Regions from separate parts of the Mus musculus genome. Here regions 1, 2, 3, 4, 6 and 7 are each linked to region 5. The links are chromatin contacts, called in public Hi-C, HiChIP or PLAC-seq and promoter capture Hi-C maps. All regions are on one chromosome and are shown on one strand. The core of a region is the stretch at or near the end of the contact, and the rest is flanking DNA. Distances in the headings are between cores, read along the strand shown. Region 1 has its middle 8.4 kb from the start of Gm41353. Region 2 holds the start of Sh3bp1 (SH3-domain binding protein 1). Region 3 holds the start of Tmprss6 (transmembrane serine protease 6). Region 4 holds the start of Apol7a (apolipoprotein L 7a). Region 5 holds the start of Txn2 (thioredoxin 2). Region 6 holds the start of Rbfox2 (RNA binding protein, fox-1 homolog (C. elegans) 2). Region 7 holds the start of Sstr3 (somatostatin receptor 3).

What was found. Promoter capture Hi-C pulls out the DNA fragments that hold promoters and counts their contacts. Hi-C and Micro-C count contacts between places; a contact is called where the count stands out from the background. HiChIP or PLAC-seq counts read pairs in DNA pulled down with a chosen protein or histone mark.
Region 1: a contact with region 5 is called in a Hi-C map of the N1E-115 cell line, with 3 times the contacts expected there. The contact joins the enhancer-like site here to the promoter of Txn2 in region 5. A contact is called at or near these places in 4 of 39 promoter capture datasets (3T3-L1-derived adipocytes, embryonic stem cells, hippocampal neurons and 1 more), 3 of 484 Hi-C or Micro-C datasets (the N1E-115 cell line, cortical neurons and embryonic stem cells) and 1 of 115 datasets of contacts at active chromatin or transcription factors (astrocytes).
Region 2: a contact with region 5 is called in a promoter capture Hi-C map of hippocampal neurons, with 4 times the contacts expected there. The contact joins the promoter of Sh3bp1 here to the promoter of Txn2 in region 5. A contact is called at or near these places in 3 of 39 promoter capture datasets (cranial neural crest, hippocampal neurons and neutrophils).
Region 3: a contact with region 5 is called in a promoter capture Hi-C map of liver, with 4 times the contacts expected there. The contact joins the promoter of Tmprss6 here to the promoter of Txn2 in region 5. A contact is called at or near these places in 4 of 39 promoter capture datasets (the SN4741 cell line, hippocampal neurons, liver and 1 more), 1 of 484 Hi-C or Micro-C datasets (liver) and 1 of 115 datasets of contacts at active chromatin or transcription factors (memory CD8 T cells).
Region 4: a FOXA1 HiChIP or PLAC-seq map of pancreatic cancer cells shows a contact between it and region 5. The contact joins the promoter of Apol7a here to the promoter of Txn2 in region 5. A contact is called at or near these places in 1 of 39 promoter capture datasets (embryonic stem cells) and 1 of 115 datasets of contacts at active chromatin or transcription factors (pancreatic cancer cells).
Region 6: a promoter capture Hi-C map of liver shows a contact between it and region 5, with 2.8 times the contacts expected there. The contact joins the promoter of Rbfox2 here to the promoter of Txn2 in region 5. A contact is called at or near these places in 1 of 39 promoter capture datasets (liver) and 1 of 115 datasets of contacts at active chromatin or transcription factors (pancreatic cancer cells).
Region 7: a promoter capture Hi-C map of 3T3-L1-derived adipocytes shows a contact between it and region 5, with 9 times the contacts expected there. The contact joins the promoter of Sstr3 here to the promoter of Txn2 in region 5. A contact is called at or near these places in 14 of 39 promoter capture datasets (the 3T3-L1 cell line, 3T3-L1-derived adipocytes, the C10 cell line and 7 more), 1 of 484 Hi-C or Micro-C datasets (cortical neurons), 7 of 115 datasets of contacts at active chromatin or transcription factors (the SCID.adh cell line, bone marrow-derived macrophages, embryonic stem cells and 2 more) and 1 of 9 other capture datasets (embryonic stem cells).

Annotation. Positions count from the first base shown.
Region 1 is chr15:77,366,291-77,369,160 of GRCm38.p6, forward strand. No RefSeq gene overlaps it. Among named protein-coding and RNA genes, the nearest start is that of Gm41353, 8.4 kb to the right of the region's middle. Within about 2 kb of position 1,406, at least 195 of the 459 cell types and tissues checked have an H3K27ac peak or open chromatin away from gene starts, as enhancers often do. A contact at or near this core is called in 3T3-L1-derived adipocytes, the N1E-115 cell line, astrocytes and 4 more, where this site is marked.
Region 2 is chr15:78,898,432-78,901,132 of GRCm38.p6, forward strand. It overlaps Sh3bp1 (SH3-domain binding protein 1), which reads left to right and starts at 1,337. Exons shown (of 18, transcript NM_001316684.1): 1 at 1,337-1,530. The coding sequence starts at 1,472.
Region 3 is chr15:78,467,050-78,469,971 of GRCm38.p6, forward strand. It overlaps Tmprss6 (transmembrane serine protease 6), which reads right to left and starts at 1,585. Exons shown (of 18, transcript NM_027902.2): 1 at 1,377-1,585.
Region 4 is chr15:77,397,442-77,400,428 of GRCm38.p6, forward strand. It overlaps Apol7a (apolipoprotein L 7a), which reads right to left and starts at 1,669. Exons shown (of 5, transcript NM_001164640.1): 1 at 1,497-1,669.
Region 5 is chr15:77,927,617-77,930,485 of GRCm38.p6, forward strand. Txn2 (thioredoxin 2) reads right to left here and starts at 1,378. Exons shown (of 4, transcript NM_019913.5): 1 at 1,291-1,378; 2 at 76-338. The coding sequence starts at 338.
Region 6 is chr15:77,305,678-77,308,377 of GRCm38.p6, forward strand. It overlaps Rbfox2 (RNA binding protein, fox-1 homolog (C. elegans) 2), which reads right to left and starts at 1,376. Exons shown (of 14, transcript NM_053104.6): 1 at 687-1,376. The coding sequence starts at 866.
Region 7 is chr15:78,543,008-78,545,707 of GRCm38.p6, forward strand. It overlaps Sstr3 (somatostatin receptor 3), which reads right to left and starts at 1,338. Exons shown (of 3, transcript NM_009218.3): 1 at 1,129-1,338; 2 at 796-942.

The DNA.
Region 1 (2,870 bases), core at 156-2,655, 560 kb before region 5:
GGCTCTGAATACAGCTGTGCTCCCCAAATTCTGCCCTGCACCCCTCCTGTGTCTTGGGCTTCTTGTGGCAATCAACAGGCACAGAGGATGAAGTGAGCTCAGATTGACCAGTGTTAGGAAACTTCATCTGGGACTGTCTGTAATCCCACTACTGTGGAGGTTGAAGCAGGAGGATTATGAACTCAAGACTAGTCTGGGCTACAGAATGAGTTCAAGACCAGCTTGGGCAATTTAGTCCGTCTTAAAATAGAGATGGGCATGGGCATGGGGAATGGTGGGGGGGAGAGAGAGAGAGAGAGAGGGAGGGAGGGAGAGAGAGAGAGAGAGAGAGAGAGAGAGAGAGAGAGAGAGAGAAAGACTGAAGACAGTTTAGTGAATTCCTGTCTCCAGCCCAGTGCAGAAACCCTTTGGTGTTTGATCCTGCCGCAGACACTGGCCTTGGAGCTTGGGGAGGCTCTCCCTGTGTCTCCCGGTAGCAGTATCGTTGGCTCCAAGAAGCCATGTGGTAACCAGTTTAAACATTCGGCCAGCTCCTCCTCCACCCGCCTTCTGCCAGATGCTAATGGAAAACTGAACCAGGCATCTAGGGGTGGGGGTGGGGTGGAAGCCGGGAGGAATTGGGAAGAACGAGCCAAGAAGCTTGAAGTCCTTGACACAGAAGAGGAAGGCTTTGACTGATGTGTGAGAGCGTTAGGAGGAGGCCACAGCTCCAGAGCTCAGACGCCTTGCCTGGACAGTGAATGCAGCCACCCAGCTGGCCCAGAGGCGGGCAGTTCCCGTCCTGTGGGAGGACGTGACAAAGTCAGTACCAGAGGGAGCAATGTCGGATTTCTCAACTAGTACACTGGAATGAGGAGGAAGCCCTCCGAAAGGCTCAGGTTTATGCCTGCCTGCTCAACTCATCTTTCTAATACGTCTACTGCGTCTCCTAGCCATGGGCCATGGCTCTAAGACCCCTTACGGGTAACCGAATCTCTCCCTAGCAAACAAGAAAACCAACAAGGAAATCCTCAGAGGGAGAAGGCTGTGGAGCGAAGGCCCGGAGGGAGGCTCAGCCCTGCCGCGCAGATTCCTGGTCCCTCTGGGGACCGGCTTCATCCAAAGCATCTTTTAAAAAGTGTGTGGGCGCCCTCGTGTGGACGTTCTGTTAATACTACAAGCTTGCTTTCTAGCTCTTTTTTTGTTTTTGTTTTTGTTTTTGTTTTTGTTTTTTTGTTTTTTTTTTGAGACAGGGCTTTTCTGTGTGGCGCTGGCTGTCCTGGAACTCAACTCGAGACCAGGCTGGCCTCGAACTCAGAAATTCCCCTGCCTCTGCCTCCCTCAGCCTCCCAAGTGCTGGGATCAAAGGCGTGCGCCACCACCGCCCGGCCTCTAGTTCATTTTATTCCAGCTCAAAACTGTGATTTCCAAGCTTGGTAAGCAGAACCTTTCCGGGGGGTGGGGCCTAGCTGGCAGAGGCAAGTCACCTGGGTGGACCTTTGGAGGCAGAAGTGCCATTGGCACTAGGCAAGTGTGTGGTGCACAGATATATATCTAGGCAAAACACCCATGCATATAAAATGAAATTAAGTAGAAAAGCCAGGCATGATGATGCATGCCTACAATCCTGCACTCAGGAGGCAGAGGCAGAAGCAGAGGCAGGCAGAGCTCTGTGGGTTCGAGGCCAGCCTGGTCTACATAGTGCGTTCCAGGACAGCCAGGGGTGTTAGACAGAAACCCTGTCTCAAACCAAACCAAACCAAACCAACCAACCAACCAACCAAACAAACAAAAAACAAAAAAAAGAAGAAATTAAAAATTTTTTCAATAGGGAGGGATATCTGAGGGAATTTGTTGAATTCCACCCAAATCTGAACAAAAAAAAAATCTAAGGGCTCTTTGGATGTGTAGCCTTTGCTAGAGGAAATACTACTCAAGGAACATATGGGCCTAGGCTCTTTTCGTGCAGCCAGACGACTAAGACTGGAAAGGAAACCAGTGCTCCTCCCACTAACCAGGAGGAAAAAAAATGCAGACTAGAAAGGCCAGAGACGCCAGAGAAGCACTGTTGGAGCGCCCCCGTGTGGACACGACGTGCGTGAGCGGCATCCAAGGTTGATCAACAAGGGAAGGGCATACTGTGGTTGTGGCTGGCCTCAGCTGACAGTGTTTGCTCCGGCAGCCGTGGCTCTGACTGCTGAGAACGGGCCCTGCAGCTGGCAACCAAAGGCAGGCCATCTCCCCGTGACTCCAAAAGCCACACAGACTTTGTATGAATTGGAAAGGGAATGGGGAGAAAATGAGATGGAGCAAGAACGAGGAAGAAAAACGGCAAGAGGAAGAAGCAGGCAAAGAAGAAACGAAGGGGGTGGGGGTTGGGAAGAGGAGAAAATGCCTTGAGGGAGTTGGTTCCTAGGGACTTCTGCCACTTCTGTTCTTGCCTGGGCAAAGAATAAATGAATAAGCAGGAACCCCGCTGAATAGGATGAGGGCAGGTCCACTTAAGGGTCAGGAATCAGATAGCAGGGATCAGGGATCAGGACCGGAGAAGGACTATGAAGGGAGCTTGGACAAGGATGCTTGTGGTCTGTCTATCTTGGTCCCGCTACAGCTGACCTTTGCCCACACCTGAGCACAGGCCCTCCAAGCAAAGTCAATCCTCTGCTTAGCGACAGGTAAAGAACGCACCTGTGTTCACTCCAGCCAGACGTGCGTGAACACCACCCTCTGTCCCAGCGGGGCCTGAGGTGACAGAATCTGAAAGAAATGCCTGGGTGGAGGGGCAGCGACTGTACAGGAAGAACAGGAAGGACTTGCTGCCCGACACCCCACAGGAACTCATGTGCCCAGGGGAGCCAGTCAAAGGCAGCATAGGCTCAGTGAGCCAGTGC
Region 2 (2,701 bases), core at 87-2,586, 970 kb after region 5:
CCTTCCTTCCCATCGGAAAAAGAAAGACAAGGAAGCTGCTCTGCCTTCTCAACTCCCCATCAGAGAGCCAGGATTCCACTGATGAGAGGCTGTGGCTGTTCCTGGCCAGTATGTTCTGGCTGCAGCAGCTGCTGGGACCCCTCTGGGCTCCTCCCACACTCGATAGGACTTCTTAAATGGGGAAAGCGGCTGAGTGAACACCATGTGCCAGACCTGTGCTGGGTACACAGAGATGTCTGGAGCAAAGGGAAGTCTTTGAGGAGCACACCAACTCTCTACCCCCACACAGTAGGTGCTCAAGTGGTATGGCTCTGAACTGAAACTAAGAGAGCAAAGCTTGGTGTGGTGCACAGGGCTTCCTGTAGTCACCCTTCCCCCTCCCAAGCCTGAAGGGTGCATACTGAAGTCAGCTTGCAGTTGCCCACCGGCTCTCTTGCTCTGTAGCTATGAACACCTATTGTATGCTCAGGCTGGTGTTCAGCGGAACATTTCAAAGAGAAAATCGGGTTTGGGGGTTCAGAGCAGCACCCATACATATCAAGGCCTGACAAGAAGGAAGGGCAGGCGCCTGGGACATTTGCTAAAAGAAATGAGAAAGAGTTTTACAAATAGGGGAAGCGGTCAAAGCTTGGGACTCTTTAAAGTGTAGAGTGACAGGACCTCAAGGGCTGACGAGCAGACCAAGCAGACCAGGGTATCTTGTTTACCCTGTGGCATAGACTGGACAAGGACAGTTGTCCTACCAAGCTACTATACACAATGAATGCAGAATTTTGGGGACTGATCCAAGGACATTAGTATCTGGTAGTCCCAGGTACCCCAAGTTCTGAGCCAGTGGTCCAGCAGGCAAGGGGGATGGTCAGGGAATAGTATGGTGGAGAAGAAGTCCCCAGGCAGCATCCCCTAGTGACTGGCCTGCACAGGTCCTGAAGGCCTGTCCCTTCTAGGCAGCCTTCCTTTCCCTCTAAGAGAGCAAAGGTTGTTTATACCCAGGGCGGTGATGGCAGGAGCAGCTTACCTGCTTCCCGCCACCCGCCGCGGTGACAGGACAGGCTGCGGGAAGGAAGAGCCCGCACTCAACTGCGGACCTCAGAGAGACAGACCGACGGACACTCGGCAGGCGGGTCGGACAACCCGGGGGTCGTTGAGGCCCGGAAGCAGAGAGAGAGAGAGAGAGAGAGAGAGAGAGAGAGAGAGAGAGAGAGAGAGAGAGAGAGAGAGACTCCAAACTTGAGAGAGAGAGAGACTCCAAACTTGGAGAAAGGAGTGACCTGGGGGCCGGGGGCGGAGTCGTGAGCGGGGGAGGAGAGCGCCCGCGCCAGCGCCAGCACCAGCCAGAGGAGCGCGCCGGCCCAGGAAGCCAGAGCGCCGCCCACCCATCCGGGGCGAAGCGCGCGGGGAAGCAGGCTGGGCCGGGGGCTGCCAGCCTCAACCCCCAAGGTGACTCCTCGGCCCCCTGCCCGGACCCAAGATGATGAAGAGGCAGTTGCACCGCATGCGGCAGCTGGCCCACACGGGCAGCTCGGGACGGTGAGTGTCACCCGCTTCTAGCCGTGCTATCGTTTCGCAGGACCTGAGCGAGCGCAGGAGAGTGGGGAACTGGTCACAGAGGTCGAAGATATCTAGGCAGCGGCCCTCTGGCATGCCAGAGCCCTGACCTCGTTTCCTGGGGTCTGAAGTCACTGTGGTCGCACAAGCATAGCTGGCTTTTGCGGGCGGTGGAGGGGGAGCGGGGGAAGGCACCTCCATTCCCGGTTGGAGAGGCTGCTGCAGAGAGCAGAATGCGTCCTGAGCCAAGACGCTGCCTGGAACCTCATTTGTCCCCTCCGGACAATGGGAACAGTTAGCCACCTCTAACTGGAGGGAAGGGGAGGAACGGAGCCGATCGGGGGCCCCAGACCCTGGGGGAAGGGACTGGCAGTGTTCTGGCCTGGGGAGGAGGGGCCTGCTCTGCTCTGGGTGTCCGTCCCCTCCCCCAACCCAGGGGCCTCCTGCCATTTGGTCCTGCTTCTGCTTTTCGTAGGCTCAGGTAGAGACACCCCTTGGTCTCCTCGGTTCCCAGCCCCAAAACTATGGGAGCGGAAGTTTGGGGAGTTTCTCGGAGCCTTTCTTTCTGTCCCTCTTCCCCAGCCTGGGAGTTCCCCATTCTTTGGGCCCAGAGAGGTGACCGTGTATCCAGAAACTTGATCCAGACCTTGCAGTGACACAAACACTTATATGTACCTACGAAGCCAAGCCACTCTGCCCTGAACCCATGTCCCTATGTATCCTTGGGCAGAGTCCCCAGACCTGCCCACAGCTGCAGTCCAATGTCGTATGCCTGTGGGCCTGGCCACCCCGGAGACCAGCTTCCACACTTCCCGTTCTGGGGGCCAGCTTAGGCCTCCTCTTTCCGGGCCAGGCAAACTATTTAGGGGGATGGGGAGATGAGAAACTTTTCCTCTGTCCCGAAGTTGGGCCCTGGGTAGCTCCCTCCTGCTTTTTTCGGTGTCATGGGTCCACCCTCTCCCAGGACACAGCCCTGGGTGGAGGAGGAAGCAGGCATGCATCCTCTTAACTACCATGGAATGTGCTCCAGCTACGATGTGGACGGGCCACCCAGGCTTGGTGGGTCCTGGAAGCATCTTGGGTTCAGGTTCCATGTGCAGGGGTTAGAGGGAGGCAGTGGGTTCCCTAACCCAGACTGACTCATCCAAAGCCC
Region 3 (2,922 bases), core at 335-2,834, 540 kb after region 5:
TCTCATTGCCTGTGGGAAGTAGGGCTCCGTGGCTTAGATCCAGAAAGGATGCTGAGTCTGCCTCTAACCCCTCACCTCTGTGACTGGATGTCACCCCATTTTATTAGAGCTCTCATAGAGATACGCTGGATATGGGGGTGGGGGTCACAGTGAATACAGAGCTCCCACCTCCATCTTCTGTACCCACGAGGATGACCACACCACAGCTTTTGCTATTAGACAATGGCTTGAATTTTCCCGAAGCCCAGTCCATCATAAAAATGGTACCTTCCTGAGAAGGTACCGCACTGAGAACCCACAGCCTTCCTGTGCAGCCCAGACCAGCCTTGGACTCAAAAGTCGCTCCCCACCCCCCCATCAGTGCAACTGACCAGGTGGGTGTGCTCTCTGACCCATGCATAATGTGGAGACCCTTGAAGGACACAATCTTCTCCCCTGGTAGACTGGGCAACAGCTCTGCACCCTCTTCCACCCTCTTGACAGTGGAGAGCCTTGTCCACCCTCTGCGGGCTGAGCTCACAGGTAGCACAGTGGAGATCTGGATTTGACCACAGTGTGAGAGTTCCACTCCAGTCATGGACTGCACGGCAACACACAAGCCCATTTCACCTCCAGCAACCTTGGCTGTTTGCTTCAATGTCTCCTCCTTTTAGTGGTTGGTGAATCAAAAGTCCTGGGAGATGAATTCCCTAAGACTGGCAGAAGGCCCAAGTCGGGACTCTGACCCAAGGACATGGGAAGTACATCTTGGCACTTAGCGGAAGCCCTGCTGTGAACCACTGAAGCTAGGGGCCTGAGTGTGAGCCATGGGGAAGGGATGGTTAGGAGCTCTGGCCACACACATGACCCATGTGCACCCACCTCCAGATGTGTAGAGATGGAGATGCATGCATGCGCGCACGCACATACAGGCACGAACACATGAATACACGTACACATACCTGCACACACACATGCACACACACACACACACACACACACACACACCAGCTCCAGGCTACAAGCCAAGAGTCCTGTGTGTAGATCCCACATGGATACAGATTAGGGCTTGGGCTCTCTCTTGCTCTCCAGAAAGCCTGGGATGTGAAGTTGTATATGAAATGAGAAATTAGGCAACCAGGTCCATACACTGGGCCTCCCCTTTCTCTGCACACCCGAATCGCAGGCCACCGGGTCCCTGGAAGCCCTCTGGTACCCTGCACCCTCAGCTGCGCTAGGTTCGCTCCACCTAACCTTCCCCAACAGCAGCTTGGTGCACCCTGTGGCCTCTATGCCAGGTCACTCTGGCCGAGGAGCCCCTGCAAGCCGTTCAAAGGCCTAGTCACCAGGCTATTGACCAGAGATCCTGGTTCTCTGTCCCAGAGGCCCCTGCTTACCTTCAAGAGTGGAAGGTAGGTGCCGGGCCTGCACACAGGCCTGGAGGCCTCTGTTTATCCAGGCCAAGGTCTTTCCACCCCCAACTGGCCAGCTTAGGTTGGATCAATGGCCTGGAGCCATGGCTGGGGTGTCTGGCCCTTGTCCCTTGTGGCCTGTGGCCCCAAGTTCCATGGGCCTCTCCTGTCAGGTCCAGGGCGACAATGAAACTGAACACAGGTAAACAGGCAGGAGGCAGGAGGCAAGTAGTTAGTGCCCGCCTCTCTAACCCCGCCCTGCCCCATGGGTGCCCAGGGGGCTGGACCTGCAGGAGCAGGAGACCTGAGCTCTCCCCCGGGGCCTGTTGCTTGGTGATATTCCTGCCTGGTTACAGCCCCTGGTCCCCTAACAGGGTGAATGGGAAACTGCAGAGGCAGATTCAGGTGAGAACAGGGGCTCACACAGCTGACACTGGCCAGAAAGTCCTGGGCCCGTGACTTCTGGGGATAGGAGAGAAGTGGGCCGGGGGAGAGGTGCACTTGACACTCTCTTCCATGAATCTAGGAATTACTGGTATTCTACAAAACCCTGCTGTCCACTGGCCACACATGTCCCTTGGACATGAAATAGAGCCAGAATGAGCAGAGATGGGCTCTTAGGTAAGACACGTTCCAGATCATGAGCAAGAAAAACAACATTATGAACTAACCAGTAACCCCCTGGAGCTCATGTCTCTAGCTGCATATGAATCAGAAAATGGCCTAGTTGGCCATCAGTGGAAAGAGAGGCCCATTAGTCGTGCAAACTTTATATGCCTCATTCCAGGAGAACGACAGGGCCAAGAAGTGAGAGTGGGTGGGTGGGGGAGTGGGTGGGGGAGTGTGTTGGGGACTTTTGGGATAGCATTGGAAATGTAAATGAAATAAATACCCAAGAAAAATAAATAAATAAAAAAAAAGTCAGTCGTTGCATTGCTCATTTGGGTACTGATTGCAGATTGAAATGTTAGCTTGGCTGCTCTCTTGGGCTAGAGGAGCTGTGCAAAGATGAGTCCCACCTACTTTTCTGTGTTTTGATGGGATCTAGAAAACTGAGGCGACAAGCGAGGCTCATGTTAGAATTAGATGGGACAGTGCTGCTGCAGAGGGACTGAGTCTCACCCAGACACGTGATCACCATGTAGCAGCTGGAGACTGGGGAGCGAGGAAAGAGAGTGTGCAAGCTGGGAAGGAAAGGATGGACCCTCACAGGGTCAAGGGTCAGACCTACAAGTTTGGGCAAGGGCCCAAGCAAGAGCTGTCAGGGCATGATGGTAAGGAGAGCTACCGGCCAGGTCACATGGTGTGAGCCAGGGGTTCCTGTAGAGAACTGTGTGTGAATTTGAGGCTCAGTGTGCTGTGAACATGTGTTTCCCCATGTGTGTGCGTGTGTGTGTGTGTGTGTGTTGGTGCGTGCACACCAGGCATGTAGGAAATATGTGTACAGTGTAGAGTATATGTGTGGACAGATGATGTATGTTAAGAATGTATATCTGGGGCGTGTAAAAATCAAATGGATGATAGCCATGCC
Region 4 (2,987 bases), core at 419-2,918, 530 kb before region 5:
TCAGATGAGCAAGCTCCACTGTCTAAAAATACAGCACATTCCCTCCTGTTTGTATCACACGTGTGTGGTGTAGTGTGTGTGCTATAAACGGCTCTTCTGTATCCACAGCGCTGCCTTGTGCCAAGTACCAGGTTCTCAGCTTAGCAAATTCACTGGGGTCACCTGTGGCTTCCCAGGGACCACACCCTCCTTGCTTCTGTGATATCCTTGTCCCATCAGACCCTGGAGTCCTGCCTGGTCCCTGCCGGGCCGTGGGCTGCCCTGGACTCCTGCTTGTCTCCATGACTCCTGGACCTTATCATATGTAAATACTAATGCAGAGAATGTCCTCATTCCTGTCAGTGCCTGCATTTGAGATTAACCTTATGCTATTTGTATAAGTAGATAACTGGGTTAAAGGACGTTCACATCTAAACACAGGCCGTGTGTGAGAGTGTTCACTCCTTGTTCTCACCAGTGATCAGGTGATTTTGCAGAGGGGTGGACCTCATAAAAACAGAAACAGAAACTGCACTGAGATTGCCTTGGGAGCTAAGGAAGAAGGAAAGAAACTGCGGTTAGCAGTATAGGGAAAAGGCGCCAGCCCCTCCTCCTGGGACCTGACTAAACGGAGAATGAATGTACGTGTTGCTATGGTGAGAGCTGAAGACAGTGGTGACTCAGTCTCAGAACCACTCTCCACCCTTCTAACCCATAACTCCCTTTTCTTGCCAAAGCTCTCCAAGTGTCCATGTAGCCTCGTCTGGCCTCACACGCACTGTGTAGGTTGAGAGAATCTTGAACTCCTAATCTTAGGCCTGCACCACCCAAGTGCCAGGATAGCAGCCGTGTCCCCCGACCCCCACCCCCTCGCTCAAGCTTTCCCATACTCACATGAAGTCAAAAGATGATAGGAAGAGAATCTTTTAAGAAACGGAAGAACAGGTCAGAGTCTGAGACATGGCATGTGTTCTGAAGTCCCCTCCCCAAAGGGAAACCAAAGTCAGCTCCTGAGGCCCAGACTCCTGTTCAATGCTGCTAACAGGGACTTGGGACTTTAGGGGACAGGGGTGGAGTCATCTCATCAGTAAAAAAAAGAAAATCATATAAATACAAAGATGCACTTTAAAGCTCACCCAGTGGCCAAAGAATTTACATGTTGGGAAGATGTCTATTGATCCTGCTCTTGGGGCACATCTCTGCTGTAGCTGTCAGGTTGCAGGATGTGGAGTTTTATAGGACAGTCACAACACCCTGCCAGGCCTGTCGGATGCCCAGGTGGGGCCACACATCCATATCTCAAGCAGGCAGCAGAGTGAGCAGAGGAAACCTTGTGCAGGGGTCTGAGGCGAAGCTCAGACTAGCTCGCTTGTAAGGCCAGAGTGGGGTAGGGGGAACTGACCATCTGTCCTCATCAGGGTTCTCTAGAGCAACAGAGCTTACAGAAGGCGCCTCTCTCTGTATATAGAATCTCTGTATATAGAGTTAATATAGATTCATGAATTAGAATGACTCACAGACTCTGGTTTAGCTAGTCCAACAAAGGCTGTCTACGCATGGCAGGTTGGAGACTCCCGTAGCTGCTCAGTCCACAGGGCTGGATGTCTCAGCTGGTTTTTAGTACACTCTGGAATCCTAGTGCCATTGTAGAAACGGACTTGCTAGTGAGGTGCGGCAAGCCGGCAAGAGCAAAAGCTTCCTTCTTCCAGTCTTTATGTAAGCTTCCAGCAGGTGTGGCCCAGATTAGAGGCTGGCCTTACCTTCTCAGTTGGTCTGTCCTAACAGCCATCATAGCACCGAAACAGAGTCCACAGCACACATGGGTGCTGCGCCACCTAGAGGCAAAAACTGTTAGGACACAAAAACTTTTGGAAATGTGTGTAATGAACTTTGAAATACACAGCTGTATGGAGCTAAGTGTGATCGGGAACTGTGTGCGTGCCTGCGTATAGGTTCACTGTGTTAGCATGTTGTTTAAACTGGTTCAAGGAATACCGAATGGCTGAGAAGCACCTGAAAAAATGTTCAACATCCTTAATCATCAGGGAAATGCAAATCAAAACAACCCTGAGATTCCACCTCACACCAGTCAGAATGGCTAAGATCAAAAATTCAGGTGACAGCAGATGCTGGCGAGGATGTGAAGAAAGAGGAACACTCCTCCATTGTTGGTGGAATTGCAAGCTTGTACAACCACTCTGGAAATCAGTCTGGCGGTTCCTCAGAAAATTGGACATAGTACTACTGGAGGATCCCGAAATACCTCTCCTGGGCATATATCCAGAAGATGTTCCAACCGGTAAGAAGGACACATGCTCTTCTATGTTCATAGCAGCCTTATTTATAATAGCCAGAAGCTGGAAAGAACCCAGATGCCCCTCAACAGAGGAATGGATACAGAAAATGTGGTACATTTATACAATGGAATACTACTCAGCTATTAAAAAGAATAAATTTATGAAATTCCTAGGCAAATGGATGGACCTAGAGGGCATCATCCTGAGTGAGGTAACCCAATCACAAAGGAACTCACACAATATGTACTCACTGATAAGTGGATATTAGCCCAGAAACTTAGGATACCCAAGATATAAGATACAATTTGCTAAATGCATGAAACTCAAGAACAACGAAGACCAAAGTGTGGACACTTTGCCCCTTCTTAGAATTGGGAACAAAACACCCATGGAAGGAGTTACAGAGACAAAGTTTGGAGCTGTGACAAAAGGATGGACCATCTAGAGACTGCCATATCTGGGGATCCATCCCATAATCAGCTTCCAAACGCTGACACCATTGCATACACTAGCAAGATTTTGTTGAAAGGACCCATATATAGCTGTCTCTTCTGAGACTATGCCAGGGCCTAGCAAACACAGAAGTGGATGCTCACAGTCAGCTATTGGATGGATCACAGGGCCCCCAATGGAGGAGCTAGAGAAAGTACCCAAGGAGCTAAAGGGGTCTGCAACCCTATAGGTGGAACAACAATATGAACTAATCAGTAC
Region 5 (2,869 bases), core at 128-2,627:
TGGTAGAGAGCCATAGTGAGCCCTCAATAAATACTTAAGTAAGACCCTCCATCTCTTACTGTCCCCAGTACTCACTGTGCATGAAAGTCCACAACAACTGGTGTCTCACTGTTGACAACTCTGTCTTGAAAGTCAGGTCCATCCTGGACGTTAAAGGTCGTCAAACAGACTCTGGTGGTGTGTACTGTCCGGGCTGGGCTGGGCATTACTGTTAGACCACCAGCATTGTACTGAGGGGTCTGCAGGGTCTTAGAGGTGAGGGAAGCCCACACACCCTGAGGAGGCTTCCTGGAGATGACTGAGGTCAGGAACCTCCCCAGGAGGAGCCGCTGAGCCATCTGTGGGAGCAAGAGGCAGGAAGAGCTGGGGCCATGCAATAGGAAGTCAACACACTAGGAAAACAAAGAATTCTGGAATAATGAGGTGTTGGGAACATACAGAATTGGAAGCAAGATGCATGGAAATACTGTAATATATGATTTTCAAAGGCCAGGTGTGGTGGGGCCCACCTGTCAATCCTCCTCCTGGGAGGCGAGGCAGGTGATATAAGGCAAGGTCAGTTTGGGCTAGACAATAAAACCTGGTCTCTAAAACCTCCCCACGACAACAAAAAAAAAATATCTAGAGGTGAGTAAGGAGTCAGCATCACTGAATAGACGTTAAGTTAGAAGGGCAGAAAAACTGGGTTGACAGCCAAAAAGAAATCAAGGCTGAGGTGGAATTATAAAAGGTCAATGGAGGGAGGGACAAGGCTCAAGTGCCTTACATCACTGTGTATAGCCCAATGCCCCCCCCCCCCACACACACACACATCACTGGCTCTCTCTGATCAACTCTGAAGAAACCTTATAATACCGTCCATACTCAGGGCAACAGGTAGGTTAAGTGCCATGCCCAACGTAGGCCAGTTTTTAAAGTACAGCTAATTGGAACCCAAGGCCGTCTGTAAAATTTTTATCAGTCATTCTTTTAAAAAAGTGTTTTTATGGGAAATTAAGGAAAGGGAAGCTGTCGAAGAATGAGCGAAGAAGACTCCCAACTACGGAAGGAGGAACTGAGAGGCGTAGGAACCGGCCATGGGGTACCAAAGTGAAGCGGGTGGCATGTGTACGGAGGGAAGCCCAAAGAATGGACACGTGTTGGGGAGGGTGGGGGACAGGGAGACTGGGAGCACAGGACGTGCAGCTGCCAAGGCCACCTCCTCCCTCTAGGGGCATCCCCCTGCCGATCGCCTTCCTGCAGAGAAGCGCGCCGCCAGCCCGGCTCAGCCCACCCCGCAAGGGCTCCTACCTCCCGGCAGTGCGAGCAGAGGGATGCAGAGCCCAGCCGGCCTGCCCGTCAAGGGCACTCCTGTTGTCACTTCCTCAGGGGCAGGTCTAGCGTCATTTCCGGGAAAGACTATGCGGACGACGTTTCTCTGCAACTTGGGGGCGGCTCGGTTTTTTTCACCAATGAGGAGGACGGAAAAATGTAGGGCTGAAGGGGCGCGACCGGAAGGAATGGGATCGTGGAGGAGGGACCGGAAAATGTGTGGGACCAGTGAGGGAGGAGATGGGTGAGAGGGCGGGAAGGAAGGAGTGGCTTTGGAACAAGCTCCTGCTGTGTTGCGCCTCTTGGCATTGCCCACCCTTGGATCTGAGCTCTGGAAAGGGCTGGAAGGCTGTGTTCACTTTAATGCCGAGGAAGCTCTGTTCTCGACAGAAGCTTAGTGTTAAAAGGAAGAGATTCCCGGGCTGGGGTTATGGCTCAATTGGATTCCTGTCTAGCACACCCAAAGCCTGGCTTCTCAATACCAAGTAAACTGGGTGTGATGGCACACACCTAATCCCAGGACCCCGGAGGGCTCAGGAGTTCAAAGTCATCCTCGATACTTAGGAACTACGTGAGATCCGGTCGTGTGTGTGGTGTGTGTGTGTGTACACATGTCGCATTAAGGGGTTATTCTGCCGTTTTTGATTCTTTTCTGCCCAACCTAACTTCTTATGATTGAGCAAGTCCCTCTGCCCCTAAGGGCTGGCGGTACTTCTAAAGCCCTTACCTTTTGTACTGTCATGTCTTACTTTTTGGAACTGTCAAGGAAGCACTATCCAAGGTAAAGTGTAGGGCTTTCTCTCCATTCCCACTGGCATGAGTGACTGAGGTGTAAGTCCCTCATTTATGCATATTGTAACCAGTATTCCAGCCCCTTACGATCGGGGAACACGTTGCTGTCCACCTTCCCTTCCATACCTTTGCTCACTTTGAACTTTGTCTCTGGGTACTTAGAACACCTGCTCACCTTATCTTCTCTGAATAGTACTGCTTTCTTCTCACTAGCGCCTGCTTTATAATCCTCCAGAACACATGGACAACGTCTCTTTCTGAGAGTAGGGACTTGTGGTTGTCTCATCTGCATATACTTAGCGCCAACCTGGTACAATGCCCAGCACAGAGAGGCTGTTCAATAGACACTAAGTTGAGAATCTTTGCGCACCTCAGCAAGTGGTTTCTGTCAGAGGGGTTATGTGATGTGTCCCAGCAGATGGACTCCATCTACCACCCTATTTTAACCCACTCTCTCAATAATTAGTGGTTTGCTGAGGCGTCTTTGTGTTCTACATCTGCAGTTGTGCCTGGAAGGCTCTCCCAGAGCTCTCTGAGAAAAGTGCTACTAGGTACTAGATTCTGCACTGTCTCTGGGTCCCTTTTCTGTCTGCTCCAGTGGAGGTCAGCCCTCGTCTTTGCAACTGACAGCCACCAGTCTCTGTTCATTGTTTTGTTATCTGTTTCTTTTCTTTTTTTAGATGTATTTATTTTATGTATATAAGTACACTGTCACTGTCTTCAGGCACACCAGAAGAGGGCATCGGATCCCATTACAGATGGTTGT
Region 6 (2,700 bases), core at 126-2,625, 620 kb before region 5:
AACACTGGAGGCCACAACTCAGAAACCAGTCTCCTAACAGCCCTATAAATTTTCTTTTCTACCTCAGGATACTAAGGAGTTTACTCCGCATCCTACGAACGTAGGATGCAATGGGTAAAGCACAGGCGGGATCTGCCTGGTGTCTCTCTCCAGACTTAATAACATGCTGCACAAAACTGAGACAGAGCATCACACTACCAAACTCCGCGGACTTCTCAAGACTGCTCGAGTAACTGATTGAACCCACAAGCTAAGCCACATCCCCTTTCGGGCTCGCTCTCTCTCCAGGAGTTGGCTGGCTTTTCAGTCTGTTCTCCACATGCCGTTCCCCCTTTCCTCATCCCAGTGTAAACCAAAAGGCGCCCTTCTTCTCCGGAGCTTTCCCACCACCAGCTTCCCTCGCTCTCAGCTCGGCCCAACAGCTCTCCTCTGGACAAATCGACCCAAGAACCCTCAACTTCTCAACAAACTGAGCACAGGCTTAAGAAATGGACTGCATCCCGATCCTGTTCAATCCCAACTCCAAAAGGAAAAAAAAAAAAATCCCACTCCCTCGCGCTGCCTCCGGGGCCCCTCCAGCCCCTGCACCCGGCCCCAAGCCCACTCTCCAGCCAGGCCCACCCGGCGCCCGGAGGCCCGAGCCCGCCGCGGCCCTCCGTAACCGGGCGCCCGTCCCGCGCGGTCACCTGCATCCCGCCGTCGGCCGCCTCCTCTGTGCGTGGCCGCTTGCTCAGGCCGGGCTCGGGTCCGTCTGCCCCCGCTCCGGGCACCGGCAACTCCACCTCCGACTCCCGCTTCATGCCCCGGGCGGCAGCGCCGGGCCCGAGCTGAGGCGGCTGCTGCTGCGCCTGGCCGCCTTCCGCCATCCGCCCGCGCCCCCTTCGCCACCGGGAGCCGGGCGACCCGCGACAGGCCACCTCCCCCTGGGCCTCGGTGCCGACAGTCGCGACAGGCGGGCGCGCGCCGGCCCCGCCCCCCGCGTGCGTGTGTGCGTGCGCGTCGGTCCGGAGCCCGGCTTCGGCTTCGGCTTCACTACCGCTCCGACTCAGGTTATGGCTCCGGCTTCGGCTTCGGCCCCGGCTCCGGCTTCTGCTCCGGCTTCGCGCCGGCCGCTCGCTCGCTCTCTCACTCGCACGCGCGTGCGCCGATCCCTCGGTCCCTTGGTCCTTCAGTCCCGCGCTCCCTCACCACTCGCCAGCCGTGCGGGGAAGGGGACGGCCTGGGCTCCCAGCTTGGGGAGGGCTGTTTATTTGGGAGGAGGAGGAGCGCGAGGCCGCAGCGAGCTGACTGGTCGGGATCCTCCGTCCCGCCACTGTGGCAGCGCCGGGAAGGCGGGGAGAGAGAAAGGAGAGAAGGAGGGAGGAACCTGGATGTGTGGGACTCGGGCCGCCCGCGCGAGAGGAGGCTGTAGTGAGGGGGCGTGGCTACGCCCCTCGGCAATCTCCGTCGCCTCCGCGCGGGCCGCCCGCGGGAGGCCGGGAAGGACTCGGAAAAGCTCGGGAAGCTCGGGGATGCTCTGGGAAGCATGGAGAGAGAAGGGGCCGCCTCTTTTAAGGCGGTGGCCGGGGGGCGGAGCTTGAAGGGCAGGAGTTCGGGGGAGCAACTTGGACTAGTTGCACTAGTGAGAAGTGATGACCTGATCTCTCTCATCTGGCTTCCTGGGATTTAGGGAAGCAGAGGGGCGCTCTGCGAGAGGAAGGTCCCTTTGCCTCCTTCCTCTCCAGCCCAAGACCTGGGAAGTCCAGGAGTGATGGCTCCCATATAAACTTTTCTGAGAAATGGTGCTATGAAGCGAATAATTGCATCTCTAATGATGTCAATATTTCTGATGTTGCCAGGCATGGCGGTGGTGCACACCTTTAGTCCTAGGAAGTAGGAAGCAAAGACAGGAGTATCTCTGAGTTCGAAGCCAACCTGGTCTATCTGCATAGTGAGTTCCAGGATAGCCCTACACAGAAAAACTGTCTCTAATAATAGTAATAAATAACGCCTGGTGTTTTTTTAAGAGCTTTACGTTTACATAGGGCATTTACGGAACCATTTTGAGCCTGACAGTAGAAAACATGGTTTTAATCCAATGGATGGACCTGAATTTGTTCAAGTCCTGAAGCAGAAATATGTGGCCAGTCAAGATGGCAATCTCTTGGTTTTACTCCTTGCTGCCTGAATAGCCCTTCCTAGCTTATCAGCTTTGTGCAGTTAGGTCTGTCCGGTAGGTTTTCTCCACCTGATTGTAAATAGAAACTGCTTCTGCCTCTCAGGGTTCCATACTGTGACATGGAAAGGGATATTGTGCAATAACCTAGCTTCTAGCCTTACCCTTGCTTGCTACTTTAAACAAGTGAGTTTTTCTCTTTGGATCCCAACTGCAGTATCTGAAATAATCCTTTGGATCAGTGGTTCCCAGCCAAGAAAAAGTTTCAGACCCTTTCAGCATCTCCCACTTCCGTATTTGTCATATGGTAAATTTTGTTCTTCACAAATGGAGACTATACTGGCATTTACTGAATAGAAGCTTTGAATGTTATTCAGAACTCTACAGTGCAGAGAACAATCCCTGCAAGAGAGACTTGTCCAAACCAGAATGCCAATAGTTCAGAGATTGAGAAACCCCAGGTCAGGTGATGTCTAAGGTTACTTGCAACCAGTCTGTGACTTGACCTTTGAACTTGAGTTAAGCACCTAAAAATGGACAGAGGG
Region 7 (2,700 bases), core at 88-2,587, 620 kb after region 5:
ATGCCGTCTTTTCTTTAAGGTTCTGCGATCCTATGCCTGATCTAATTCCTCCTTGGGAGGGAGGGAGGGACTTTGCCTCCCTGTCTGGTTTATCTTTGGCATGAGCTTGCCTGAAAACTGGGGGTGGAATCTCCTCAGAACTGTTCAGGAGGGGAGAGACACACAGAGAGGGTGAGTGAGTACTCCCAAGCACCACAGCAATTAAGGATGGCCCCTCGGTCATGCCAGGTACTCCTCTCACTCAGCACCTACCCTTTCCGAAGTGCTTTCCTTCAGCACCTAGCCTAGCACCATGAACTTAGTAAGTACTAATGGAAACAAGCAAGCTAAGCAGGGAGAAGTCAAAGGAGCAAGGCTGGGGCAGGTGATGAGGAAGGAAAGTTGAAGCTCAGAGAAGTTAAGTGACTTCTACAGGGTCACCCACCCGGTGAGTGAGAAATCCTGTCTGTCTCCTGGACCATGCTGGCTTCCTTAAAGGCCTCTGGTTGGAGTTGTCAAGAGTCAGGACATCCAGGGACAATGTAAACTGAGGACCCCTGGCTGGCTCTGCAACGCACCTGTGCTCTGCACCCCTGGACCTTCCCCGCCCCCTCCCGGCAAGGGGCTGGGATTTTATTAGCCAGCAGTGACTGACATGAGCCATAGGCCCGGAGCCTGACCCTCAGAGCCACCCCCTCAAGCCCTGAGCTGAGAACTTAGCCTCTGCTGATGCTATGCTGTGTGACCTTGGACAAGTCACTTCTCTCTGGTTCCAGACTAGACTCCTCCTACTTTAATGGAGACGTTCATTCCTACCTTACAGGGTTGCTGCAGAGGTGGAGGGGGCTCTTCAGAGGCACCACTGCCAGCTTCAAGGGATGCTCGAGGCCCGGGAGGCCAGATGGTAGCTTGCGTCTGGTTTGGTCCAGTTCTGACATGCTGCTGCACAGAGGCTCCAAGACTCTGGAATGATGGCACAAGATGCTGAGATTAATAGTCCTTCCTGCCTTCCAGCCCACACACCAGAAGCCTCATTGCTTTCTGGAACTCCCTACCCTTTGCCAGCCCCAGACTTAGCCCCAAATTCAATCTGGTTAGAGATTCCCAGGTATCCCACCCTCCAAGTTCCCATGACCTCAGCTCTCTTACCTGCCCACTGGGCAAGAACTCCCTTTGTAGTTGCCAGGCTGGTTAGCATTCTGCAGCCAGGTACCACCAGAGCACAGCCAGCTGGGGTGCCACACGGTGCACACTCGTCCAGCGTTCGTGGGCGTGGACCCTTCCTAGGTCCTTGGGGGCCACGTCAGCCCACGTCGCCTCTCCCATCTGGTCCTCGGCCCTGACTTGTCACCCGCACCTGGTACGTCACCCCCCATCTCCAGGACACGTGGAGGGTGCCGGACACGGGATGGGGGGTCTTCGGATGGCACCCAGTTGGGGGTGGCAAGAGACACTTCTCAAGATGACAGAAATGTGAGATAGCAGGGGACATAAGAAGCCAGAGGAAAATAAGGAAAGGAGGGGGAGGGTCGGAGGTGGAGAGAGAGAAAGGAGAGGGAGAGGAGACAGTGTGTGGGTGGAAAGGCAGAATGAGGGGGAGTAAGGAGAGATGCCTAGCAAGGAGCAGGGACAGAGGAGCGAAGAGGAGAGGCGAGAATAGATGGACTGAGGAGCAGGGAGAGATGCAGAAAAAGGCAGGGACAGAGGGAGGCAGGAGGAAGGAGAAAGAGGGGGTGGTGGGGACAGTGACAGAGAAGGATTGTGCCACAGATGGTGACATAGAGAGCCAGCAGACGCGGGGGGTGGGGGGAGCAGGAGGGTGCGGGAGGGGCCGGGAAGAGGAACTGAGCACCGGACAGCAGGTGCCAGACTGAGGGGCCGCAGGTTAGGGGCGGAGGCCAGGCCGGGAGAGGGAGAGGCAGATCTCGTTACCGGGGAGATTTCAGCCACCCACGCTGGCCTTGGCTCCTGCGGGGACTTGGAAAAAAAGAGGGGAGCAGCAGAGAGAGGGAGCTGCCTGCCAGAGGCAGGACAGCACCAGATCCCTGGGACGTAGTTACCCATAAGGGAGGGGGCTGCTCAGCGGAATGAGGAGGAGAGGGCAGGGTGGGCTCCGAGATGTGGGCTCCGAGCCCACATATCCCTTGTGGAGGATTCTAGGAGCAGCAGGACGGGTCCAGGAGACTGTGATGCTGGGGTCAGTTGGATCTGGACAGAGGAGCAGAGAGATGGTTTAGAAAGTAAGTATTTTAGGCTTTGAGAGCCGAAAGTCAAAGGTATACACCGAGGAAACAAATTCTCACTCTTAACTGATACACTTTGAATAATAACAACTGCCCTTGAAGACAATTGTTCATAACACATCAGCTGATGCGCTCCCTGGGAGGGGGAATATGTTGCTTCATTGGTGCATGAAGGTGGTGGTCCCCAGCATCAGATTCCTCACAGGTGCCTACCTATATAAGCCATTCTTTCTTGGCTTGTAAACTGCACAGACTAAGTAGTAAACTGTGGCCATCTGTGGCTGCTGTTGGTCTAAAACAGACATGAGCTCTGAGCAGCCCTAAGGGTCCAAGGTGGTGGTGGGGGGGGGACTTCTTGGTGCTGTGTTTCTCTGCTCTCAGCCCTGCGTGATGCTTCCCAGTCACCTGCTGTCCACTATCCCTGTTGCCCCCTACCCACAGATTCCCTTTGGCTCTCTAAGCTCTGAGCTTATCAATT